Regions from separate parts of the Sus scrofa genome. Here all the other regions are linked to region 5. Evidence: chromatin contacts called from public Hi-C, HiChIP or PLAC-seq and promoter capture Hi-C data. All regions are on one chromosome and are shown on one strand. Each heading gives the region's core, a stretch centred on a gene start, on an enhancer-like site or on the middle of the called end of the contact. The rest is flanking DNA. Distances are from core to core; before and after follow the strand shown.

What was found. Promoter capture Hi-C pulls out the DNA fragments that hold promoters and counts their contacts. Hi-C and Micro-C count contacts between places; a contact is called where the count stands out from the background. HiChIP or PLAC-seq counts read pairs in DNA pulled down with a chosen protein or histone mark.
Region 1: a contact with region 5 is called in a promoter capture Hi-C map of liver, with 4 times the contacts expected there. The contact joins the promoter of TMEM201 here to the promoter of SPSB1 in region 5. A contact is called at or near these places in 4 of 5 promoter capture datasets (fetal liver, fetal skeletal muscle, liver and 1 more), 14 of 47 Hi-C or Micro-C datasets (alveolar macrophages, embryonic fibroblasts, fetal liver and 8 more) and 2 of 2 datasets of contacts at active chromatin or transcription factors (alveolar macrophages and skeletal muscle).
Region 2: a promoter capture Hi-C map of skeletal muscle shows a contact between it and region 5, with 15 times the contacts expected there. The contact joins the enhancer-like site here to the promoter of SPSB1 in region 5. A contact is called at or near these places in 3 of 5 promoter capture datasets (fetal skeletal muscle, liver and skeletal muscle), 25 of 47 Hi-C or Micro-C datasets (adipose tissue, blood, embryonic fibroblasts and 14 more) and 2 of 2 datasets of contacts at active chromatin or transcription factors (alveolar macrophages and skeletal muscle).
Region 3: a Hi-C map of alveolar macrophages shows a contact between it and region 5, with 3 times the contacts expected there. The contact joins the enhancer-like site here to the promoter of SPSB1 in region 5. A contact is called at or near these places in 4 of 5 promoter capture datasets (fetal liver, fetal skeletal muscle, liver and 1 more), 27 of 47 Hi-C or Micro-C datasets (adipose tissue, alveolar macrophages, blood and 14 more) and 2 of 2 datasets of contacts at active chromatin or transcription factors (alveolar macrophages and skeletal muscle).
Region 4: an H3K27ac HiChIP or PLAC-seq map of alveolar macrophages shows a contact between it and region 5. The contact joins the promoter of GPR157 here to the promoter of SPSB1 in region 5. A contact is called at or near these places in 2 of 47 Hi-C or Micro-C datasets (embryonic fibroblasts and epiblast stem cells) and 1 of 2 datasets of contacts at active chromatin or transcription factors (alveolar macrophages).
Region 6: an H3K27ac HiChIP or PLAC-seq map of alveolar macrophages shows a contact between it and region 5. The contact joins the promoter of SLC25A33 here to the promoter of SPSB1 in region 5. A contact is called at or near these places in 1 of 5 promoter capture datasets (fetal liver), 1 of 47 Hi-C or Micro-C datasets (heart right ventricle) and 1 of 2 datasets of contacts at active chromatin or transcription factors (alveolar macrophages).

What each region holds. Positions count from the first base shown.
Region 1 is chr6:69,971,816-69,975,975 of Sscrofa11.1, forward strand. It overlaps TMEM201 (transmembrane protein 201), which reads left to right and starts at 1,563. Exons shown (of 10, transcript XM_013998955.2): 1 at 1,563-1,810. The coding sequence starts at 1,698.
Region 2 is chr6:69,903,388-69,907,331 of Sscrofa11.1, forward strand. LOC110261093 (a long non-coding RNA gene) reads right to left here. Exons shown (of 3, transcript XR_002344885.1): 2 at 3,873-3,944. Among named protein-coding and RNA genes, the nearest start is that of SLC25A33, 29 kb to the right of the region's middle. Within about 2 kb of position 1,689, at least 2 of the 83 cell types and tissues checked have an H3K27ac peak or open chromatin away from gene starts, as enhancers often do. A contact at or near this core is called in skeletal muscle, where this site is marked.
Region 3 is chr6:69,863,046-69,866,751 of Sscrofa11.1, forward strand. No RefSeq gene overlaps it. Among named protein-coding and RNA genes, the nearest start is that of SLC25A33, 70 kb to the right of the region's middle. Within about 2 kb of position 2,131, at least 8 of the 83 cell types and tissues checked have an H3K27ac peak or open chromatin away from gene starts, as enhancers often do. A contact at or near this core is called in alveolar macrophages, where this site is marked.
Region 4 is chr6:69,579,551-69,583,804 of Sscrofa11.1, forward strand. GPR157 (G-protein coupled receptor 157) reads right to left here and starts at 2,106. Exons shown (of 4, transcript XM_021095284.1): 1 at 1,615-2,106. The coding sequence starts at 2,001.
Region 5 is chr6:69,718,309-69,722,007 of Sscrofa11.1, forward strand. It overlaps SPSB1 (SPRY domain-containing SOCS box protein 1), which reads left to right and starts at 2,230. Exons shown (of 5, transcript XR_002344884.1): 1 at 2,230-2,245; 2 at 2,504-2,655.
Region 6 is chr6:69,933,225-69,937,354 of Sscrofa11.1, forward strand. It overlaps SLC25A33 (solute carrier family 25 member 33), which reads left to right and starts at 1,586. Exons shown (of 7, transcript XM_003127538.6): 1 at 1,586-1,919. The coding sequence starts at 1,864.

The DNA of each region.
Region 1 (4,160 bases), core at 313-2,812, 250 kb after region 5:
CACTTTTTGAAGGGAAGCTTCACTGCGATTCATTCATGAGCGGTGAAACCAGCCACGCGCCAAAGGAAAGCCTCGGTGCTAACACCCCTCCCAAGAAAGACGCACTTCTGGGCAGACTGCTCACCGCCTAGGCTTGGGGCCCTGCTCCCTTCCCTCCTGCAGGTCCTGGTGAAGGCACAGGACTAGACTGTGGGGCAGATTAGCCAGCAGCATGAAACAAAGGTAACATTTGCTGATAAAAAACCCATCGCTCACTAGGACAGTAAGGACTCTAATGTTGACCTCAAAAAGCATGAAGTGTGGGAACGCTGAGAAGTACATTGTAATTAAATACGAACATTTCCAACTCGCTTTTTTTTTTTTTTTTTTTTTTTAATGAGGTTAGCACAGAGTTCCTTCTTGTGGCTCAGCGGAAACGAATCCGACTGGTATCTAAGAGGATGCTGGTTCACTCCCTGGCCTCACTCAGTGGGTTGAGGATCCGGTGTTGCTGTGAGCTGTGGTGTGGGTCACAGACATGGCTCTGATCTGGTGTGGCCATGGCCATGGTGTAGGCTGGCAGCTGCAGCTCGGATTCGACCCCTTGCCTGAGAACCCCCATATGCTGCAAGTGTGGCCCTCAAAAGACAAAAGTAATTTAGTGCAAACCAATAATACTAAAACTCTTGGATAATCTTCCTGCTCTTCTGAGGTAACTGTTTGCTGTTCAGTATTATCTATTCCTACAAACATAAATTATAGGAGTTTATTCAAACTTAGATATAAATATTAATGTGCAAATCACTTTGTTATGAAACTATTTCACCCCTCTAGGCCAGTCCCTGTAGCCCTGACATTCTAATAGTTGGATTTATGTTCTGAAGCATGGCTGTCCTGTGGTATATTCAACCTCCTCCTTATTGGTGGGGATTGGTGGTGTGCAGGGAGGGTTCGTGTTTCTACGAACTGATTGATTGATTGATTGATTGATTTTTGGTGCGGCATATGGACGTTCCCAGGCTAGGGGTCCAATCGGAGCTGCAGCTGCCAGCCTACACCACAGCCACAGCAACGCTGGATCCGAGCCGTGTCTGCGACCTACACCACAGCACAAAGCAATCCTGGGTCCTTAACCCACTAAGCGAGGCTAAGGATCGAACCCGCATCCTCATGGATCCTAGCTGGGTTGGTTAACGGCTGAGCCACAAAGGGAACTCCTACAAACTTATTTGGAGTGGCTTCAGGGGAAGTGGCTTAAGAAGCTCCAACCTGCTGCAACTGGTCGGCTTGTCTAGGTGTTGGGAAGCCTGGACTAGCGGTGGAGGGAGAAGAGGGGAAGACTAGTTACGATCTGGCAAGTAACTGGAGATGCTGAAGTTAGCCGACTTTGGGCAAGGCGCCGGGCGAGTGCGGAGGAAGCGGTGGAGGGCGGACGGGGCTCCACGCAGCCTCCCACCTCCTGCCGCCGGGGGGCGCACTCCGAGCGGCACAGCCACTTCCGCCGGCGCCCCGCCCACCAGGCTCGCCCGGCGCTTCGATTGGCTTGCGCAGCGGGAGCGCGCCGAGTCAGGGGGCGGGCCCGCGCCGGCTACAAAGCGGCGAAGGTCACGGCGCGGGGAGGCGCGCGCCGCCGCTCCGCGTCCCGCCTGCGTCCCTCGGCTCTGCCGCCACCGCCTCCCGACGCTGCCCGCCGCCGCCCACCGCCTGCGCGAGGAGCCATGGAGGGAGTGAGCGCGCTGCTGGCCCGCTGCCCCACGGCCGGCCTGGCCGGCGGCCTGGGGGTCACGGCGTGCGCCGCCGCCGGCGTGCTGCTCTACCGGATCGCGCGGAGGTGAGTGCGCGCGGCCCACGCGGCCTCGGCCCGCGCCCGCGGCCCTCCCGCCCCGGCGCTCCGGAGCCTCCCTCTCCGTGCGCGCCGGGGCCGCGGTGTGGCGTGGGGCCCGTGTGTGCCGCGCTGAGCCCCGTCGTGCACGCCCCCGCCTCAGAAAAGAAGAGCGGGCTGCGAATCCTCGGTCGGGAAGCGGCTGAGGATCGGGTTGAGGGTCCCCAGGAATGTGGGGCGGGCGGCAACAGCCAGCGCGTGGGCTATGAACTTCCTTCCCCCGCGGAGACCTGTGATGGCCGAGCCGCAGGGTCTTCAGGGCCCCCAGACCCTGAGGGAGAGCCGAGCGGGGCTCGGGCCGCTCTCTTTTCCGACTCAGCCCCCATCCCTGGTCCTCAGGAGCACGTTGGAGTAGCGTGATCCCAGCCAGCAGTTTCTGGTCTGTATACGCTGTCTCAGGCGTCCTTCTAATCTCACATTAGCTCATTTCAGAGGCACAACCCCTGCCTTCCCTAGAGAAGCGGAGGGACAAAAGAGCTACATAAATTGTTATTAATCAGAGGAGTAAGGGTGTGAGCTGAAGCATCCTTGCCATGGAGCCTGCATCCCTAACCCCTTGGCCCTACTGCCTCCAAGAGCAGAAAACCTGACATACTTCAGAGGTGTTTAAAACTGGGCCGGGTTGCTGCTGGGGTTCAGTGGGTGTCCCCTGCCCTGGCCCAGGCTTAAAGATACGCTGATCGCCCCCTCCCCCCATACGAAGAGCTGGCTTCTTGCTCCAGCAAGGCCTCAGGGGCAGCCCCACTGTGTCCTCATTTGATCCACCTTCCCAGGGAACAAGGAAAAAGAGGGGGTTGTGAGAACATTCTGGGGACAGAATGAGTGGGTTTGTAGAATCAGCAAGGGAGGTGGGAAGCTCAGCTCTTTCGGTGGGAGAGAGGAAGGAACTTGCCCACGGCCACCCAGCAGCGAGTCAGGGAGCTGGGAGCTGGCATTGGAACCCAGAGGGTTGGTCTGTTCTTCCTTAGGCAGCACCGTACGCTGCTTCTCACCCAGGGGAAGAGAAGTGAGGGCGACTGAGTCACAGGCTTCCTGGAGGAGGAAGGGGTGGGAGGGATGTCAGCTATCTGCAGGATGAGCCAGACTGGCAGGCTGAGGAGGGGGTGGCCTCAGGGGGTCCCTGACAAGCCACATCTCTACGTGTCCCAGCTTCTGCCCAATTCTTGGAAGCTGGAGGGGTGGCAGAACCAGCTGGTTCAAACCAGTCGCTTGATACACGAGGGAACTGAGGCGCAGCAGTGCCCGCTGCTTGCTTAGATTCCCAGAGCATGTTGACAGCAGAACTGCGTCCAGTGTCTGGTTTCTCCCTCACACTGCAGCCTTCCAGTTAACCCAGGGTCGGGAGAGGTCCGTCCAGGGCTGGGAGCCTGGGCTGGCATTGTTGCCAAGCCTGGCAGCCCTACTTGGGTTGGCGTGGCCCGGTTAGGACCAGGTTTGCTCACTGTGCCTCGAGCTCTGTCTTGTGTAGCAGCATTCCCAGGGGTCCTGGCTGCCAGCCCCAGCTTTCCCGCTGCTGCAGACAGGCATCTGGGCCTGGGTGCAGTGTTGGGTGAGCTGGTTTGAAGGTGTGCTGGGAGGATACCAGTGGTGTGGCACTGGTACAGTTGTGGTGTGGCATTGGGACCTGTTGAGAAGGACCAACCTTTCCCAGGAGGCTCCGTGATCCTCCCAGAGCACTGGCTTTTGTCTGGGGATCATAAATTGGCCACTGTCACCATTCAGAAGCAAGACCAACCCCGCAGATGGAACCCTCTCCCTCTCAGGGTGGAATAGTGACAGCGAGGAACGTTGGCTTTGGCGCAGTGCAGGTTTTGAATGACCCTCGGGAGGGCATGTGAGGAGAGTTGTTTTTGGAAATGGACTTGGCCGAGTGGGTGTTTACGTGCTCAGCACGGAGATGGAGGGACGCGGACGGAGGACTGGCTGCAAAGCGCTTCTCAAGGGCAGAGCCGACCTGGTTTCCCACCTGCGGAGTCCTCTTGACCGGGCCACCTGTGACCTGGCGGGCAGGTGCGGTGCTGTTGTCCCCATTCTACAGAAGAGGAAACAGGTGTGGAGAGATCCTTTCCTGCCCAGTGACACCCAGCTGTTCAGTGGCAGAGTCTTGCCTCCCTCCAGCCCTTCTGCTCCAAACCAGGCCCCATGCTCTGGGTCCTTGCTGCCTTGGCGGCTGCCCTGCACCACAGGAGGCTGGGTGGAAGCCCAGGTTCCACATCCCTGGCCCACTTGCCCTGTACCCAGGCAGCCTACCCTGCCCAGACTCCCACCCCTGGACTTGGTATCATCATGTCCGTCTCCT
Region 2 (3,944 bases), core at 439-2,938, 180 kb after region 5:
TCATGCCTCTAATTGGGAGACGCTCAGTGGGACTGCTATCATTTTAAACCAAGTAGATATGGCCAGAAGCCTACAATCCCAACAATTTCCCCAGCTCTTCTCTGCTATTTTGGGGCTCTTCCCATTTGAACTGGAGACCACCCCACCTAGGCAGGTCTGGATCACCCTTCTGTTGACTCTACATCCCTACCTGGTGAAACACAGATGCCAGGGCAGAGCCCCTAGGCCCACACAATGTCTGCAGCTGATCTTTTCAGACTTGCTTCCTCTTACTTTCCCATTCTAATCCCCAGCCCCTTAAACTCTGCTGCAACAGACAATAAATCTCTAGGTAGTGCATTCATCCTATACATATTTACCAAGATCCCCTTTATGCCAGGCCCAAAGCCTGGTTCTGAAATACAAGCCAAACTAGACCCAGGCCCTGCTCTCAGGAGCCTGCAGTGCAGTGGGAAAGAGATGTCAGTAAAAAAAAACCAACACTGTAACATGGGGGGTGGGGTTTCTGTGCCAGAATACGGGTGACACGGGAGTCTTTGGAAGTTCCAGAGTCTTCAGCCTCTCTATTGCTTCTCTTCTACACATCTTTTTAAATGTTCTTCCTGGATTCTTGGCACAGCGAACTCCTATTCATCCTGCAAAATCCAGCTCATATTTTCTCTTTCTCTAAGCCTTTCTTGGTTGTCCTTTATGCCCAGGCAGACTTAACTTTGCCTTCATCTTTCCTTTTGTACCACTTGATGGATGTTCCAAGGCTCACTTTTGGCTCATACTATGTTGGATGTTCCTGACCCCAAGTACCACTCCCTAAAAGAGTGTAGTGCAGGTCCCTATGTGGCCACGATGTCCACCAGGCAGCCTGGGCTTCTTCTTTCAGCTCCAACTGCATCCCCTTAACCCTCTTTCTGGTGCCAGTCTGAAAACTTTCTCCCAGCCCCCTCCTTTCTACTGCAAACTTTTTTTTTTTTTTTTTTTTTGGTCTTTTTGCCTTTTCTAGGGCCACTCCCATGCATATGGAGGTTCCCAGGCTAGGGGTCTAATCGGAGCTGTAGCCTCTGGCCTAGACCACAGCCACAGCAATGCAGAATCAGAGCCACATCTTCAACCTGCACCACAGCTCACGGCAATACCAGATCCTTAACCCATTGAGCAAGGGCAGGGATCAAACCCACAACCTCATGGTTCCTGGTCGGATTCGTTAATCACTGAGCCACGATGGGAAATCCCCTGCAAACACTTTAATCTCTAGCTTTCTACCAGGACTGGCCGATCATCATTTAAAGGATCCTTGAAAGCAGATAGTGGTGCTGGGGCATGAGAGTCCTGGACACGGGGCCACCCTGAAAGGTTGGGCAGGATATGCCCCTGACACATCAGAGGGAGAACCATTCACATCCCGGACATGCCACAAATGGGTACGGTCAGTGCACCAGTTTCCTGACAATCAAGGGTCTTGAGGAAGGGATGCCTTTGACTGATTGTCATGGGACAGTGGCCCTGGGCCTGAGATAGCAGAAGCTGGAGGGTGCCAGCTGCCTTGGGTACTGACTGAGCAACACCGAGGACATTGAGCCCAGCAGTGTCAAGGGAAGGGGTGGGAAAGCAGAGCGGGGCCCCAGATGCGGCCGCAGCCCTATGGTTCCTTCTGTACTGTTCTTTCTATTCCTGGCAGTGACCGTGGCACAGGTGCTGTGGCTGTGGGTGTGGCGAGCCCTGGGCTCAGCCCCAGCTGTGCCTGACCTTGGACCAGTCACCTCATTTCTCAGCCTCCACATCTGTGGGTTTAGGGGAGCAAGGCTACCCACCCCAGGGGCCTTTGGCAGAGCAGAAATTCAACTTTGTGGGTAAATCGCTTAGCCCCAAAAAACCTGGATACCAACAATCATCAAAGACTAATACAGCCATGGGAAGGAGGCCCAGCAGGAGTCCCCGGGCCCTGGGGCTTTCAGGAGCCCACAAAAATGGCTCAATTACTTTACAAAAATCAGAAGAAAATAGAGACTATGTTAATAATAAATATATACCAGCAAATCCAGCCAGAATTATGTTTTTATCTTTATACCAACACGGTTATAAAACACATATTTTACCTTTGCCAGTGGTGACAACCTTCCCATGAGAGCATGCCTCTCTCGGAGTTCCCACTGTGGCACTACGGAATCCTCGGCATCTTAGGAGCACTAGGACGTAGGTTTGATCCCCGGCCCAGCACTGTGGGTTAAGAATCCAGCATTGCCACAGCTGTGGCTTAGGTCCTGACTGCTTGGATCGGATCCCTGGCCCAGGAACTCAGGGCAGCCAAAAAAAAAAAAAAATAGAGAGATAAAAAAAATCACATGACTCTCACAAAGGATCTCCTTCAACGCTCTCCAGAGAAAAGGAAACACAAAAGCAGCACCCGGTACAGAGCCCCAATTCCTATTTCCTGGGTGTGAAATGCCCAGAATGCTATAAAATCAAATGCCGTCTATATACAGCTGCCCCTGCAGCATATGGAGGGTCCCAGGCTAAGCGTCTGATCGGAGCTACAGCTGCCAGCCTACACCACAGTCACAGCAACGCGGGATCCGAGCCGCATCTCCGATCTACACCACAGCTCATGGCAGCACCAGATCCTTAACCCGCTGAGCAAGGCCAGGGATCGAACCCATGTCCTTGTGGAGACTAGCTGGATTCTTTTTTTATTTTATTTTTTTCGTCTATTTGCCATTTCTTGGGCCGCTCCCGTGGCATATGGAGATGGAGATTCCCAGGCTAGGGGTCGAATCAGAGCCGTAGCCACCGGCCTATGCCAGAGCCACAGCAACTTGGGATCCGAGCCGCATCTGCAACCTACACCACAGCTCATGGCAACGCCAGATGCTTAACCCACTAAGCAAGGCCAGGGACTGAACCCACAACCTCATGGTTCCTAGTCGGATTCATTAACCGCTGAGCCACGACGGGAACTCCCTCAAGCAGCATCTTAGCCTTGCACCAACAGTTTCGTGTGTTGTGCTCGCCTGTCCTCTGCCAGCACACAGGAGGAAAAGCAAGGTGAACAGAAGGATGGTCCTTCGGGGGAAGCAGCACTGAAATGCCCTGAATCAAGATGAATGGGAAAGGATCCCAATACACACATTTTGGTTACAAAGAATAAATAAACAAACAAATAAATAAATAATTTTGGGGGGCTGCTCCTGCAGCATGCAAACGTTCCCAGACTGAGGAGGGAACTTGTGCCCCAGCAGTGACCTGAGCCACCATAGTGACAATGTCAGATCCTTAACCGGCTCAGTCACAAGGAAACTCTTATAAGATACCATTTTTAGGGAGTTCCCGTCGTGGCACAGTGGTTAATGATTCCGACTAGGAACCATGAGGTTGCGGGTTTGATCCCCGCCCTTGCTCAGTGGGTTAACGATCCGGCGTTGCCGTGAGCTGTGGTGTAGGTCGCAGACGCGGATCGGATCCTGCGTTGCTGTGGCTCTGGCGTAGGCCGGGGGCTATGGCTCCAATTCGACCCCTAACCTGGGAACGTCCATATGACACGGGAGCGGCCCAAGAAAAGGCAAAAAGACAAAAAAAAAAAAGATACCATTTTTAATATTTTTTCTAATGAAGGAAGGGACCCAGGAACGCAGAAGTTCCCAGGGCCCGTGGAAGCCACCATGCAGCCCCGAGCCCGGCAGTGTCTGTGCTGGACGCCCTTTCTCCAGGGACATGGGTCCACTTTTCAAAAAACAACGAAGCTCTGACATATCCGTCTCTGCAAAGGACACAACTGAGGACAAGTTCTAAGCAGACGCCCTTGGAGGGGGCCCCCCCACCCCCACAGGCCGACTGTGGGTGCCCCCCCGGGGGGTAGTGGAAGAGGAACCACACCTGCGTACCTTCTTAAACTGGACAGTGGGTGTCGAGCAAGTATTGACCCGGGGATTTGATTCTGGGCTTCCCAGGCAATG
Region 3 (3,706 bases), core at 881-3,380, 140 kb after region 5:
AGCTGCCCTCCCCAACATTCCAGGCGCCCTGGGGCATGTGGGTGGGGGGCCAGATGGGAAGGCCACCTACACCGCTATCAACACGGAGCCCCGTGAGGCCAGGAGCCTGTCACTAGTGGGAGCATCCGTGAACTGCCCTGGGGCCTGGCTTTTGTGCCTGAGAGCAAAGCGCACCGGCAGGCAGAATGGAGAGGGGAGGGACCACACCGCATTGCATCCTTGTGACTTGTGGAGGGGGGGAACCACGCCAGTGTCATGCAGAAGTTCCCAGGCCAGGGATCGAACCCAAGCCACAGCAGTGACAACCCCAGACCCTGAACCTGCTAAGCCATCACAGAACTCCATCCTTGTAACTTTTACACACTTGCAGTCACACAGGTATAAACACACACTTCTTAGTGGCATGACCCCCTCCTCTCGCTCACCTGCTGGGAACATCGAGGTTCCTCTCACTACTCTGGGACTGGCCTTTCCTACATAGGATTCCGAGCAGCTTTCACTCATGGGGCCCACGGACTGTGAGCCCTGCAACGATGCAGTCTGTCCTGAGATACCCTCCCAGGTACATGTGGCAGAGGGTGGCCCAATCCCTGTGTGGCCAAGGACTTTGGTCACGGCCATCTTAGAACAACCAACAGCACCAAGAAAGAAAAACGTCTTGGTACAGTTTCTTGGCATAGCAGCTGCACCTGAGATTAATAGGTCTGGGAGTTCCTGTGGTGGTACAGTGGAAACAAATCCGACTAGGAACCATGAGGTTGCAGGTTGGATCCCTGGCCTTGCTCAGTGGGTTAAGGATCCAGCGTTGCTGTGAGCTGTGATGTAGGTCACAGACGAGGCTCGGATCTGGTGTTGCTGTGGCTCTGGTGTAGGCCGATAGCAACAGCTCCGATTAGACCCCTAGCCTGGGAACCTCCACATGCTGCGGGTGTGGCTCTTTAAAAAAAAAAAAAAAAAGCGGAAAAAAAAATTCATGAACTAGATTAACAGGTCTGTAAACAGGCCCTTTTTATTTTTTAATTTTTTAATTTTTTTTTTGTCTTTTGTCCTTTTCTTAGGGCCACTCTCAAGGGCATATGGAGATTCCCAGGCTAGGGGTCTAATCAGAGCTATAGCTGCCGGCCTACACCAGAGCCACAGCAACCTGGGACCCGAGCTGCGTCTGTGACCTACACCACAGCTCATGGCTATGCCGGATCCTTAACCCACTGAGCGAGGCCAGGGATCGAACCCGCAACCTCTTGGTTCGTCGTCAGATTCTTTTCCGCTGCACCATGAAGGGAACTCTGGTTGAGACCCCGCCTCCTTTTCTTTTTTCTTTCTGCTTCTTTTTTTTTTTTTTTTTTTGTCTTTTTAGGGCCACACCCGCAGTTTATGGAGGTTCCCAGGCTAGGGGTCCAATCAGAGCTACAGCTGCTGGCCTACACCACAGCCACAGCAACACCAGATCGGAGCCTCATCCGTGACCTACAGCACAGCTCATGGCAACACGAGGTCCTTAACCCATTGAGTGAGGTCAGGGATTGAACCTGCATCCTCATGGATGCTCGTCACATTTGTTAACCGCTGAGCCACGACGGAAACTCCTAAACAGGCTCTTTTTAGAGAAAGGCTCCCTTTTGTCAGATCCTTCTTTTTTTCTTTTTTTTTTTTTTTTTTTTTTTTTTGCCACCCCCGAGGCATGTGGAAGTTCCCAGGTCCAGGAACTGAATCCGAGCCACAGCAGTGAAACACTGATCCTTTAGCCTGCTGCGCCACAAGGGAACTCCCCATCAGATCTACTTCTTTCGGGTTGTTTTACCACTAAAGATCCCAAATGGGGTTGATGCTGTACTTGGAAAAGAGGGAAATTATTTCTGAGTCATAAAACAGAATGGAAACGAAGAAGGGAACGCCATTTGTTGTCGGTTGCTCAATACAAAAGCTGGTTATTTGATCAAAGATCTCATCAGGTGAGCCGAGTTTTCTCCCATAAAACCACTGGGCTCCCCCGTGGGCAAGTGTGATGCCTGTGAGTAGCTGGCAAAGTGGTGGCTTTGAGAATCTGGAAGGCACCCCGACCCTGTTTCCTGAGCCTCTGAAACCTGGAAGCAAGACCAGGGAGCAGTAAAGGAGTGTGGCGCCCTCTGGCGAGGGCAGATCCCCACGTCCCTCCCAAGCGCCCAGCTTCGACGCCTCCACCTTCAGTCGCCCAGCGTCTTCCCACCTTTGTGCAGATCCCAAGAGGAGCAGCTTTGCTCGTGTCCCTTCGAGGGCTGCATCCTTGATCGGGCAAGGGGAGGTTGATGCAGTTCAGTCTTGGAGGTCCTAATTGAGATTTTGGCCAAGTGCGGGGCGAGGGGGTGTTTATCCCAGGGAAGATGCATAGGGCATTGAAGGGCTGAGATCAGGGAGAGGCAGACGGCCAGGGGGTCCCTTGGGGTCCCAGATGCTGCCCACCGGTCCTAGGGAAGGAAGCCATAACCAGCCAGCATCACTGCTGTGGCCCCAGATATGATGACAGAAATTCCCAGGGAAGATTAAAAACACATGCCACGTGCTTGTAAAAAGTTCTGGTCTCAGAACAATCCAACATCAGTGCCCATCTTCTGGGTCAAGTGGAAACGGCCGTGAAAGGCCAAAGATGGATCCCGGGCTTTCCAGGCCCCAGCTTGAAGCGGAGAGGAAGTTATGGGGAGGGAGCTCTGGATGCAGCCCCAGTGCTGCCACAATCTCTCCAGGCTTCAATTTTCACGCCCGATGTTTCCAGTCCTGGACCCAGATTCCATCCAGGGGCGGATGCTTTGATTCCCATAAAAGAACACATGTGGCTGTGCACGCAGCGTCAATAAGGGGCTCTGGGCTTGAACCCCAGTCACTGGGGATCCAACAGGAATTTCTCTCTCCGCCATATGTGTTATTCAGGAGCTGGGATCCTTCCAAGCATTCTGTTATTCCTCTCAGGGATCTGCCACCGACGGTTTTGGAATCAGGCGAGAGGGACTTCCGCGCACAGACACCTGGAGGAGGCTGGCGCCCATCTCCTGCGAGGGCCGGGAGGTCCCTGAGGCCAGGCTCTCGAAGGCCCATCAGGGACCCTGAGATAGAAATGTAGACGATTCCTTCCCGGCATCATCAACCCCACTGGAGAAGACCTGCAGGTTGCAGGTACTCTCTGACCTTAAATGCTATTTTTTTAATGGCTGCACCCATGGCGTATGGAAGTTCTTCAGCCAGGGATTGAATCCCAGCCGAAGCTGCAGCAATGCCGGATCCTTTAACCACTGTGCCAGGGCCAGGAATCAAACTCACGCCTCCAGCTGCTGCAGTCAGGTTCTTAACCCACTGTGCCACAGCGGCAACTCCAATATGCCAAATTTGGGATAGATTTCTTTTTTTCTGGAAATGCAAGAACATCAATGACCAAACATGAAAACATGCTTAATTTTCACTGAAGCAGGAAAATAAGAGCTTTTTTTTTTTTTTTTTTTTTTTTTGTCTTTTGTCTTTTTAGGGCCTCACCCACGGCATATGGAAGTTCCCAGGCTAGGAGTCCAGTCAGAGCTGTACCTGCCGGCCACAGCCACAGCCACAGCAACGTGGGATCCAAGCCGAATCTGCAGCCTACACCACAGCTCACCGCAACACCAGATCCTTAACCTGCTGAGCAAGGCCAGGGATCGAACATGCGTCTTCATGGATACCAATCGCGTTTGTTAACCACTGA
Region 4 (4,254 bases), core at 856-3,355, 140 kb before region 5:
GCATCACAGAAAACATTCCTAGGAGGGAGAAGAAAAGGTCCTTAGGAAATGTGTCTTTTACAAGGAACTGCCTCATTTCTCTTTATCACTTTGAAAGTACTCAGTATTATTATTATTATTATCATCATCATCATTATTAGGCATGGCATTCAGCAGCTTGATGTGGAACCTCAGTTCCCAGATCAGGGAATGAACCTGGACTGCTGCATTGAAAGTGCCAAATCCTAACCCCTAGACACCAGGGAACTCCCTATATTCAGTATTTTAAAAAAGAAGCGGGGAAAGAGAAGAGGAGCTTGCAAAGAAGGTCTTGGGGCTCTTTCCAAGTACATGTGAGCTCCACGATGCCCACACCTAACCAGCCTGCCAAGCACTGGTTGGTCTCCAAAACAGACGCAGAGATCAGGCGGGACACAGAGGGAGGAAGAGCAGCCCTGTTCTCTGGGGGTCTCTGCGGCACCTGAGGCAGGTCTGAATGCCTGGTTGCACAAACTCCGACTTGAACGGCTGAGAAGCAGGCCTTTGGTTTCCCAAGGACCAGCTGGCCTCCATCCAACAGCTCTGAGACCTGCAGGTCAAGTGACTCTTACAGACTTGTGACCTCACTGTTGTGACACCCAGGTGACCTGTCTCTACCAAAGTGCTGACTGTCCTCAGTCCCTTGGAAAGAACTCAAGTATTCAACAGAGAAGACCTATAATTAGGGCAGCATTTGGTGCTCTTATCTAGAGGAGGGAGAAGAGGCAGGAAGCTCTATAAATTCCTGCCTTGGGTTCAGCACAGGACACCTCCAGATGTTTGAATCCTGAGATTACACCAGGAAGGGGCAACCTTCTCCCATAGGTGAAGGTAACTTGGGCAGACACTTCCGTGGCAGGGCAGGACCAGGCCTTGATTTTCTCTGCTCTCAGAGACTGCAGGCAGCTGGCAGCTCTCCTTCCAGACCAGCCTCTGCCACTGACCCTCAACTTCAGAGCTGCTGAACTCCAGAAAGAAAGTCAAGATCTAGAACCGAGATAATGAGGGATTGGGGCCTGAGGTTTCGAGATGAGCAAAGATAAGAATAAACAGGACTGTTCTTCCTAAATTTTACAGCCGAAGCTCTGCGCACGGCTGGCACAGAGCTGGGTGGAGGGAAGCCTGGGAGTTGCTGAGTGGACCACACTCATGGCCCAGCCTGGTTCCCAGGTGCTGCTCCTCAGCCCCGCCCACAGCAGAGATGGCCAGGATGCAGCTAAGCAGGAGGCCAAGGGCCCAGCTGAGGTGCTTCCAAGTTACCAGAAGTGCTCTGAGGGCCAGCTCTGGGCCCCTGCCCTCCAGGGGCTGCTCTGAGGCGCTTACCTCATTGGGAGGCTCAAGCTGGGGCCACCTCAAAGGGGTACCCCTGGCGGCGATGTTCAGAACAAGCTCATCTTCTCGGCAAGCCTAGCATCACTCCGCTGGCCCCGAGCTGCCCCGGGGCAGGAGCAGACACCAGACCCTGCCAGCCGGGGGCCTGGCCAGGGGTCCGACCAAGAAGCGGGGACCAGAGGGGGGCGAGAGTCACAGGGGCAGCAGAAAAGGCCCAGGAGGGTGTCAGGGGACCAGAGGGAAAGCTGCGACCGCCGCTGCCACCCACCTGACGATGTGGAAAGCCCAGAACAGGCGACTGGCCCCCTGCCCACGTACAGTGCGGACGATGCTGAGATACAGGTAGAGGGCGATGGCCACCGTCCAGAAGAAGGAGCTGGTGTTGGCGAAGGTGGACAGCGCGCCCTGAAGCACGCAGTCCCAGGAGGGGCCCTCGAAGTCCCGCAGCACCCCGTAGAAGTAGGAGGTGGCCGAGAGCAGGTCAGCCAGCGACAGGAAGAGCAGTAGGCGCCGCGCCCTGCTGCGCAGGTCGGGCCACAGGGCGTGCGTGGCCACCAGCAGGCCCGAGCCGAGCGCGGACAGCACGCACGAGAGCAACACCACGATGCGCTCCGACGGCATCAGCTCGGTGGGCGGCGCGGGAGGAGACATGGCCGGGCGCGGAGCGGGCCGGGGCGCCGCCAGGACAGAGGCCCGGCCCCGCGTCCGGCAGACGCCGTCTGGGCACCGACCCACGAGCCGCTAGCGCCCCAGCGCCCGCCCCGCCCGAGTCCCTGCCCCTCCCGGCCCTCCCGGCCCACCCTGGGCCCCGCGCCCGCGCCCCGCCCCGCCCCTGCTCCTAGGCCCCGCCCCGCCCCTGCTCCCAGGCCCCGCCCCCGCCCCACGCCACGCCCCCGCGCCCTCCGCGCTCCACCCGGTGGCGCCCAAGTCCGCCCCGCCCTCGCGCCCCACCCCCGCCCTCGAACCACGCCCCTGCGTGTCCACGCTCCACCCCGTGGCCCCCACGTCCCGACTGTGGCCCCGCGCGGGGCTCTGAGCCTTTCCCTGCCCAGCGCCCCAGACCCCAGGCAAACCCCCAGCTCCCCAGCACCATCCCTAAGCCCCGCCCCTGCCCCCCGGTTCCTTTCATGCCCGTGGTCCATTCCTCAGCGCTGCACTACCCCCCCTCCCCACAGAGCCTCTGGCTCTGGCCAGACAGCTAGGACGTCCAGTTCTGGGGAGGGATGGACTGGCATTTTTAGGGCTAATATTACCTTCTTTCGTTAGAGCCAGGCTCTGTGTGTGTGTGTGTGTACACAAGTTTGTGCAACCATCATCTTTATCTAATTCCACGTGTTCATTCCCTCGAAAAGAAACACAGTAGTGTCAAGGGGTGATGGGTCCAAAATGGAATCACTTGTGCTAAGCTCACATCACCAAACCGAAATTTAATACTTAATGTAATTGTAGTTTCAACCTCTCCCAGGAATGTAACCTTAACCAGTCAATCTGGAATTTCCTGCTCAGCACTAGTGAAGCAACCCATCAGAGAGACCCCTGCCATGTGCCTAAAGAAGGGAGTCTTGCCTGAAATAATCAGCTCTTTGCTAGAATCCGTCCCTTGTCCCATCTCTTGTCTATGAAACCCTTCCACTTCGTACAGCCCTTCAGAGTGATGCTGCATGATTCATGATTGGTGAATAAAGCCAATAAGATCTTTAGGATTCACTCAGTTGAATTTCATATTTTACCTGTAGTCATTCTGCATCGCTCTCTCCCCTCCAGTTCCTGGCAACTACTAATCCAACTTCTGTGGATTTACCTTTCTGGAAATTTCACAGAGATGGGATCAAATAATAGGTGGTCTTTTGTGACTGGCTTCTTTCACTTTGTCTTCAAGTTTCATCCACATTATAGCATGTACAGGGCTTCATTCCTTTTTGTGGCTGAGTAATGTTCCATTGTACAGATATCCCACATTTGTTTTTCCGCCTATTAATTGATAACCACATTTGGCTATTATAAATAAAATTGCTATGAATGTTCATATACTTTTTTTTTTTTTTTTTTTTTGTCTTTTTAAGGCTAAACCTGAGGCATATAGAAGTTCCTGGGCTAGGGGTTGAATCAGAGCTACCATTGGTGGCCTACACTACAGCCACAGCATCACAGGATCTGAGCCTTGTCTGCGACCTACACCACAGCTCGCAGCAACACCGGATCCTTAACCCACTGAGAGAGGCCAGGGATCAAACCCGCATCCTCATGGATACTAGTTGGGTTCGTTACTGCTGACTCATGATGGGAACTCCTCATATCCAAGTTTTTGTGTGGACATAGATTTTCAGTTCTCTTGGGTGCATACCCAGGAGTAGAATTGCTGGGTCATATGGTTACTCCATTTTTAACTTTTTTGAGGAACTGCCAGACTGTTTCCCAAAGTGGCTGCACCGCTTTATATTCCTGCAGCTCTAACTTCTCCACATTCTAACACTTTTGATTATCTGCTTTTGGATTCTACTAGTGTGAAGTGGTGTTTCATTGTGGTTTTGATTTACATTTCTCTAACAGTGATGTAAATAATTTCATAAGCTTATTGTTCATTTGCATACCCTCTTTAGAGAAATGTGTGTTAGGATCTCTTGCCTATTATTTATTTATTTATTAGCTTGCTTTTTAGGGCCACACCTGTGGCCTATGGAAGTTCACAGCTAAGGGCTGAATCAGAGCTGTAGATGCCAGCCTACACCACAGCCATAGTCACGTGGGATCTGACCTCATCTCTAACCTACACCACAGCTCACAGCAACGCTGGATCCTTAAGCCTTAATTGAGCGACGCCAGGGATCGAACCTGCATCCTCATGGATCCTAGTCGGGTTTGTTTCCACCGAGCCACAATGGGAACTCCTCTTGCCTATGTTTT
Region 5 (3,699 bases), core at 980-3,479:
TGAGGCCAAAAGCAGCGAAATGTCAGAGTTTGAGGCAGAGAAAGGTTTGTTGCAGAGCCGTGAAAGGAGATAGGGACTCGTGCCCCAAACTCCCCAATTAACAAAACCGTAAAACATTTTGTGTGTGTGTGGCTTTTCTAGGGCCACACCTGCAGCATATGGAGGTTCCCTGGCTAGGGGTCTAATCAGAACTGTAGCCGCCAGCCTACGCCAGGCAGAAATGTCGTATCCGAGCTGTGTCTGCGACCTACACCAGAGCTCACAGCAACGCCGGATCCTTAACCCACTGTGTGAGGCCAGGGATTGAACCGGCCACCTCATGGTTCCTAGTCAGATTCGTTAACCACTGCGCCACGACGGGAACTCCCCGTAAAGCATTTTTAAAAGCCAAGAGAGGGAGGAGTTCCCATCGTGGCGCAGTGGTTAATGAATCCAACTAGAAACCTTGAGGTTTCGGGTTCGATCCCTGGCCTCGCTCAGTGGGTTAAGGAGCCGGCGTTGCCGTGAGCTGTGGTGTAGGCCGGTGGCTACAGCTCTGATTAGACCTCTATCCTGGGAACCTCCATGTGTGGCCCTAGAATAGACAAAACAAGGACAACCACAACAAAGCCAAGCCAGGGAGAGGCAGGTGGCAGGGGGTAAGTGATGGGCTCATGCAGGGACCTCTGATTGGCTGATGGTAAGGTAACAGGGCGGAGTCACAGAGAGGAATGTGATCAACCCTCAGGCTCCAGGAGGCTTGGGGACCTTTGTGCTCACAATCACCTCCTCCCTCTGCTGAGGGCGATTTTCACCTCTCAAGAACTCTGCATCAGATACTGTTATCTAGGTACTTCAGAGAGGAGCCAAAGCAGAGTCTCTGGGGGAAGGAGCTGTCCCAGGAAGGCCCGGCAGGGGCTCAGCAGCGGCCCCCCTGCCGGGCTGGGGTTCAATATCCTAGACAACTCAAACCGGGGGAGTTCACCTGAGTCCAGAACGCAGACCCATCTTGCCCGTGAGCCTCAGTAATTTTTAAATCCAAAACAAAAGTGATTTTCAGCCCAGTGAGGTAAGAAGACCAAAACAAACGTTGGGATTTCAGAGTCTAGCTGGGCTCCACGCTCTGCTACAGCGGGACCTTTGGCCAGTAACTGCTGCCTCACCTTTACAACTGCCCTTAGAGAGTGATGGTAAGGATGAAATAACTTCTCCACTAATGTTTTCATTTGTTTGTTTTTGTTTTTTGTCTTTTTATGGCCACCCATGCTGCCTATGGAAGTTCCCAGGTTAGGGATCAGATGGGAGCCGTAGACGCTGGCCTAAGCCACAGCCACAGCAATGCGGGATCTGAGCTGCACCCCCTACCTATGGCACAGCTTGCAGCACCGCTGGATCCTTAACCCAATGAGAGAGGCCAGGGATCGAACCTGCATCCTCATGGATGCTAGCTGGGTTCTTAACCTGCTGAACCACAGTGGGAACTCCCTCCAATAATGTTAATTCCCCATTCCCTGCAGTGGACAGGACACACAAGGGGTGGAAGAATGTAAAGAGGTTTTTATCTTTAAAACGTTTTTTCTTTAAAATCGTCCCAGTTCTAGGGTGCAAGTGACTGTTCTGTTGGGGGCGGGGGAGGAAAAGCCCTTTGATGAGCTAGAGCCACAGGACACTTATCTGGAGACGTCTTGGTGGAGGGGGGTGGGGGATGGATACCTTCCCCTTAATCGCTCATTCATTCATTCATTCTCTCATTCAACAAACATTCCTGGAGCAGACCGCCTCCAGCTTCGTGCCCAGAGCCGAGGACGAGCTGCGGGTGTAGAGGTGCCAGGATCCCAAGGGTCTGGGCGTCCCAAGCCCAGTGTCCCTGTGGGTACCAAGACGGAAATGCATGGTGGGGGCAGGGGGTGGCTCGGACAGGGCGGGGAGTCCTTGGATTCTCTGCCGGCCCACGAACTCCTCTCCTGTGTCCTAAAATTACGGAACTCCAAACTGCTGGGAATTTCAGATGAGGCAAGCAAGGCCTTGCTCCAGAGGTTACCGAAACAACCCCGACCCTCCCAAGAGAATTGAAAAATTATTATTAGTAAGCCCCCCGCCTCCACTCGGGGCGGCACGGCCGCGGCCCTCCTGGTGTTGCAACTCGGGCTCTTGCCCAGCGGGGGCTGCCCAGCGTTTCCCAAAGACGTCTGCGGAGGGACCACAGCTCCGGCGCTGCCTGGCGCGGCCGCTCAGCTTCGGCCCCGAGCGCGCGGATGGCCTGGGGGTAGGGAGGCTGCCCGGGCGGAGGAGGGGCGGGAGCGGGGGCGGTGGAGCCATCGCCGGGCACGTGACCCGCAGTCCGCCCGGCGCCCCGCTGCCGCCCCTGCCAAGCACAGAGCCCGGAGCTGCCGCTGGAGCCCGAGCAGGGGGCGGGGCGGCCCGGAGCAGGGGGCGGGGCGGGGGCGGGGCGGCCCCGCCCCGGCGCTTTTTTTTTTTTTTTTTCCACTTTAAAGGCTTCGGTTGCTTTTTCTTTTTTGCACAGAAGTCGCGCTCGGGCAGCCTGCGCGCGCTCGCAGCAGGAACCAGGTTCCAAGCGCTGGCGCCCGGGCCGCGGGAAGGAGGCGACTTCCCTCCCGGCGGCGGGAGCCTCCTCGGCCCCGGAGAGCTGGCGGCGGCGGCGGCCTCCTCGGAGCGGTAGGCAGGCCCGGGCACGGGGACTGGGTGGGTCGGGGTTCGGCCGAATGCGCGCGGGATCTGCAAGCGGACTTGGGGATCGAGCGGGCACTGGAGACAGGGTAGGGTCCCGGCTGGGGACCAGGTGGGGTGCGCGGGGAGCCCTTCTTTCGCCGTGGGTGCCGGGAGGGGGGTCGAGGCGCCGCCCAGCACCGCTCCCGCCGCTGCAGGCACGGACAGGTCGCACGGCCCCCAGTCCCACCTGCGGGGGCGAGACGGGGCGCGAGTCCCGGCGGCCCCGGCGACCGTCGCCCCCGGGGTTGAGTTTCGGAGGTTGCAGACTCAGAAAGGGGGCCCGGGACGCGCGGCGGCCCCCTCCGACCTCTGGGTGCGGGGACGCCCTGGGGCCTCCGGTCCCGCGACCATCCTTGCGGCCGAGGCGGGGGCGCCGACTGGCCCTTCCGCACGGGGGCAGCGCGACCCCGCGCCACGAAGTTACTTTCGTTTTTCCCGCCCGCCCGGACCCGGGTCTGCAGCGCGGCCCGAAGGGCCCCCTCGGGGCTCCCCAGCTCTGCCCGCGGCGCCTCCCCCGGGAAGCCCGCCGGGCAACACCCCGGGCGGCGCCGCCCTCCCCGCCGCCCCGGAGCCGCCGCGGCTTCTCCCGGCAACCCAGGGGGAGCCGAGTGCGCTGTCAGGAAATAAGATTAAAACAGAAAAAGCAGAGCAGCCTGGGTCTGTCGGCGGTAACTGTCCTGTTCAAGTTCAAGGCAAAAGCTCCTGGGAACGTTAAGGGTGGTCCGGGGGCCTTGGTCTGTAGGGAGAGACTGCAGTTGGTGTGGGTTGAGTGTGGGGTGTGCTGGTGCCTGTACGTGAGGGGGCTGTGTGTGTCTGCGAGTCCATCTCTGTGTGTGTGCGTGAATACGTGTGACAGTGTATGTGAATATGTCTGAGGGCTTCCGTGTGTCTGTGCAATTGTCTGTGTGTCTCTGAGTGCACGTGTGTGTCTTTGTGTGAGTTAGTGTGCATTTCTGAATGCATCTGTGTGTGAGTCTCCGTGAGAGGAGA
Region 6 (4,130 bases), core at 336-2,835, 210 kb after region 5:
TGTTGATATATTCTGTACCTGGTGCCTCTGGAGGGGGATGAGAACAGAGGACAAGGAACTAAAGGCACGAAGGGGTGGTCTGTGACACCAGGTAGATTTTTGCTGTAAGAGACACAGAGGCTTGAAACCAGTAGCAGCAGTGAAAGAAACATGGAGAGGGAGATGGCTTTGGGGGAATTCAAAGAGACAGAAGTGCCAGGTGGGCTGGGGGCGGGGGGAAGTGGGGGGGAGAGAGAGAGCGCTAGGGAGAGAGAGAGAGGGAGAGAGAGGGAGGGAGGGAGAGAAGTCCAAAGTAAGGAGAAAGTTTCTGGTATTGGGAGCTATGCAGACGGTTGAGTCACCATTCTCCAGAACAGGAAATGCAAGAAACAGACAGATTTGGGGGAGGGGAAGAATGAAGTGATGAATTCTGTTCAGGAATTAGTTTCTTGATCATTATTAGTGGCAGGTACCTTGTCAGAAAACACCATGAACAAAAAGACACAAGGTCCCTGCACTCCGAGGCTTACACTCCAGGGGCAGGACAATTTACACAAATAAAACAACAAAGTAACTGCAGAAGCCTAAGTGAGGAATTTTTTTTTTCGGGGGTCTTTTTAGAGCGGAACCCACAGCATATGGAAATGGAGCCAGGGATGGAACCCGGGTCCTCAAGGGATGCTAGTCCCTTTCGTTACCACTGAGCCACAAGGGGAACATCTCTGTGAGGAAATTAAATAGAATCATGTGTTGCGGGGGAGGGGGAGGGGCGGGCAGGGAAAGCCTGCGTTGGGAGACTTGGAGTTAATGGGTCGCCAGACTGGGTTTGACATTAAAGTAAATAAGCAGCTCTCATATAGAAGCTTGAAGCTCAGAGGTCTGGGCTGGAGATGAACAGAAAAGAGGCCAAAAAGGTATCGCAGCACAGGATGGTATTTCTAGAAAAATCAAAAATACACAAAAACAGAGATCCCATCGTGACTCAGCGGTTAACGAATCTGACTAGCATCCATGACAGAGGTTCAATCCCTTGCCTTGCTCAGTGGGCTAAGGATCTGGTCTTGCGGTGAGCTGTGGTGTAGGTTGCAGACATGGCTCCGATTCCGAGGGGCAGTGGTGTAGGCCGGCAGCTACAGCTCCAATTTGACCTCTCGTCTGGGAACCACTATATGCCCTGGGTGCGGCCCTTAAAAAACAAAAAACAAAAACCTCCAAACACCCAAAGGATACCACCGCTGGTATACTGAGGGTTCAGGCTGTCTGGACCTTGTTTTTCCCCCTAAACTGCGAGATTAGTACACAGATATGAGAGGTCATACATAATCTATATACGTTTTTACACATCCTATGTATCACAAAGTAAACTTGACTGAAAAAAGGAAAAAAGGCCAGGTGGAGGGTCCCGCTAAACTCGACCCAGTGCAGTTTCTGCGCGTTCCAGATCAGGGACAAGGCAGCTTCGGCCGGTTCTCACTCCACGCGCATTGGTCCAGCCCCGCCCCTTCCCGCTGCCCAGTCACCCCGCCCACTTCCGCCTTCCGGCCAATGGGCGCTCGGGATCGGGGCCCACACCCCCACCGCGCACCGCCCCGGGCTCGCGCCGCCGAGTGACGTCACGACCTGGACTCCGCACACGACGCCCGCGCGCCAGGCTCCCGCTTGCTGCCGGGCTCGCGCCGCAGAGGCCGGTGAGGCGCCTGCGGCCACGCGGTGGAGGGTGCAGGCCGACGGTGCCGGTCGTCGGGGCGCGCGCGCCACGCATGGAGGCGGCGCGGGCGGCTGCCTAAGGGCAGTGGGGCCAGTGGAGCGGCTACCTTGCGTATCCGTCGAGCGGCCTCGAGCCCACGGCAGCCGGCGGCGGCGGGCCGCGGAGCCGGCGCGGCCATGGCGACGGGCACTCAACAGAAGGAGAACACGTTGCTTCACCTCTTCGCCGGCGGGTGAGTGTCCCGGTCTGACCCCGCGCCCCCGCCTCTCGTCCTCGGCCCCGCCCTCCCGGTGCCCTCTGTGCTCCGGGTAGGGTTACCTGCCCTCCCCCGGCTGAAACGCTGGCTCTCGAGGAGGAAGTGCCGGCGTCGGGGCAGTGGGGAGGCCCGGTTGCGGGGGGGAAGCTCGGGGCCTGTCCCATCTCCCAGCTGCATCTCGGGAGAGTGATTGTACCCTGCGTCCGTTCCCCTCCCGTGCCCATCCTCCAACCCGAGATGTCTCTAGCTTTTTCTCCTTTTAAACAATTAGTGGCTGCTCTTACGAGTGTTACTCGGGATGGTCCTTCCTGGGCACAGTATACTAATTGCCCTCCTGCCTGTATTCTCCTCCAGGGCCTTTCTCCGAAGGCCCTGGGCAACCTTGTGGATGCTCGGTTTGGCCCGGTAGTTCCTCAGGGTAGCACAGGGGCGAGTTCAGACCGTCGGGAGGGCTGCAGGTGTTGGGTATCTGCAGGGGCCTGGAAAGTGCTGGTGAACCGTGATCCTGGGGTCAGCAGTCTGTGGGAGGACTGATGGGGGAATCTACGGGCAAAGTGAGATCAGGAAGGTGTGTTGAAATGCTTCTCAACTGCTGTGAAATGTCCATCGTCAGAAACAGCGTAATTCTAAGATGCACCCTGTTTTTAAAGCGTTCATTAGTTTGATCTTTATGGCACTTGATGTTTTTCAGTGGAGGAAGCATATTTTTAGGGAGGTTGGATGGTAGGGGGTTAGGAAGGGAGCTGGTGTTTTTGTTTTTTTCGGAAAATAAAAATGAAAATGTTTTGTATTGGTAAATTTTTTTCTTTTAATGGCTTTGGGTTGCTTTGGGTCCTTTTGAAGTCGCCTAAATGTTTGGAGTCTTATTTGAGCGCCTCACAGGCCTGGCACAGCCATTTTTAAGTATAGGGCATTTTACATAAAGTAGGATTTATCCTAGATTTTTATCTTTTTTTTTTTTTTTTTTTTTGGTCTTTTTTCTAGGGCCACTCCCTCGGCATACGGAGGTTCCCAGGCTAGGGGTCTAATTGGAGCTGTAGCTGCCAGCCTATACCACAGCCACAGCAACGTGGGATCCGAGCTGCGTCTGCGACCTACACCACAGCTCACGGCAACGTCGGATCATCTGCCCACTGAGCAAGGGCAGGGATCGAACCCGAAACCTCATGGTTCCTGGTCGGATTCGTTAACCACTGCGCCATGACAGGAACTCCAGATTTTTATCTTGATTTGAGTATTTTAGTTGCAGCTTCCTATTTGCGTTGCTACCCAGATAGGTTCCTTATTACAAGCAAGTAGTGGTTGAGAATTTATCTGCAAAAATAACCATGATGAAAGTGTTCCTGAGCTCTTTGTACTTTTTATTGTAGTTGATTACCCAGTTACTTTTTTTCTTTCTTTTTTTTTGTCTTTTTGCCTTTTCTAGGGCCGCTCCCGCGGCATAAGGAGGTTCCCAGGCTAGGGGTCTAATTGGAGCTGTAGCCTCCAGCCTACACCAGAGCCACAGCAACGCAGGATCCGAGCTCGTCTGCGACTTACACCACAGCTCACAGCAACGCCGGACCCTTAACCCACTGAGCAAGGCCAGGGATCGAACCCACAACCTCTTGGTTCCTAGTCCAGTTCCACTGAGCCAGAACAGAACTCCTGGTTACTTTGTTTCTTCAAAAAATTTGGTTCTTCTTCATGTCTAGGAAGGATTTCTCCTTCATCTCCACCCTATTGTTCCCTCTCCTTTTGCTTTATCTCTCCGTTGATATTTGCTTTTAGAAGGGGTGAGAGGCATTCCTAAATTCAGACAGCATATTAATTTGTCATTCTGGGGAATTTTAAACAAGTTGGCCATGTTATTAAAGTCATTTACGAAGCTATGAGGGGTAATTGTTTCAAAAATGATTTTGTAATCCATGATTTTGATTTACCGTTTTGAGTAAGGGGGGGGCTTTTATTTATTTATTTATTTATTTATTTATGTATTTTCCATTTTTTTATTACTCAAATGAATTGATCACATCTGTAGTTGTATAATGATCATAACAATCTGATTTCACAGGATTTCCATCCCACAGCCCAGGCACATCTCCCCACCCCCCAAACGGTCTCCTCTGGAGACTGTGAGGGGGTCTTTTAAAACAAAAATTCTTTATATTCCAAACTGGGAGAGTTACTTGCTCCGAGGCAGCATCT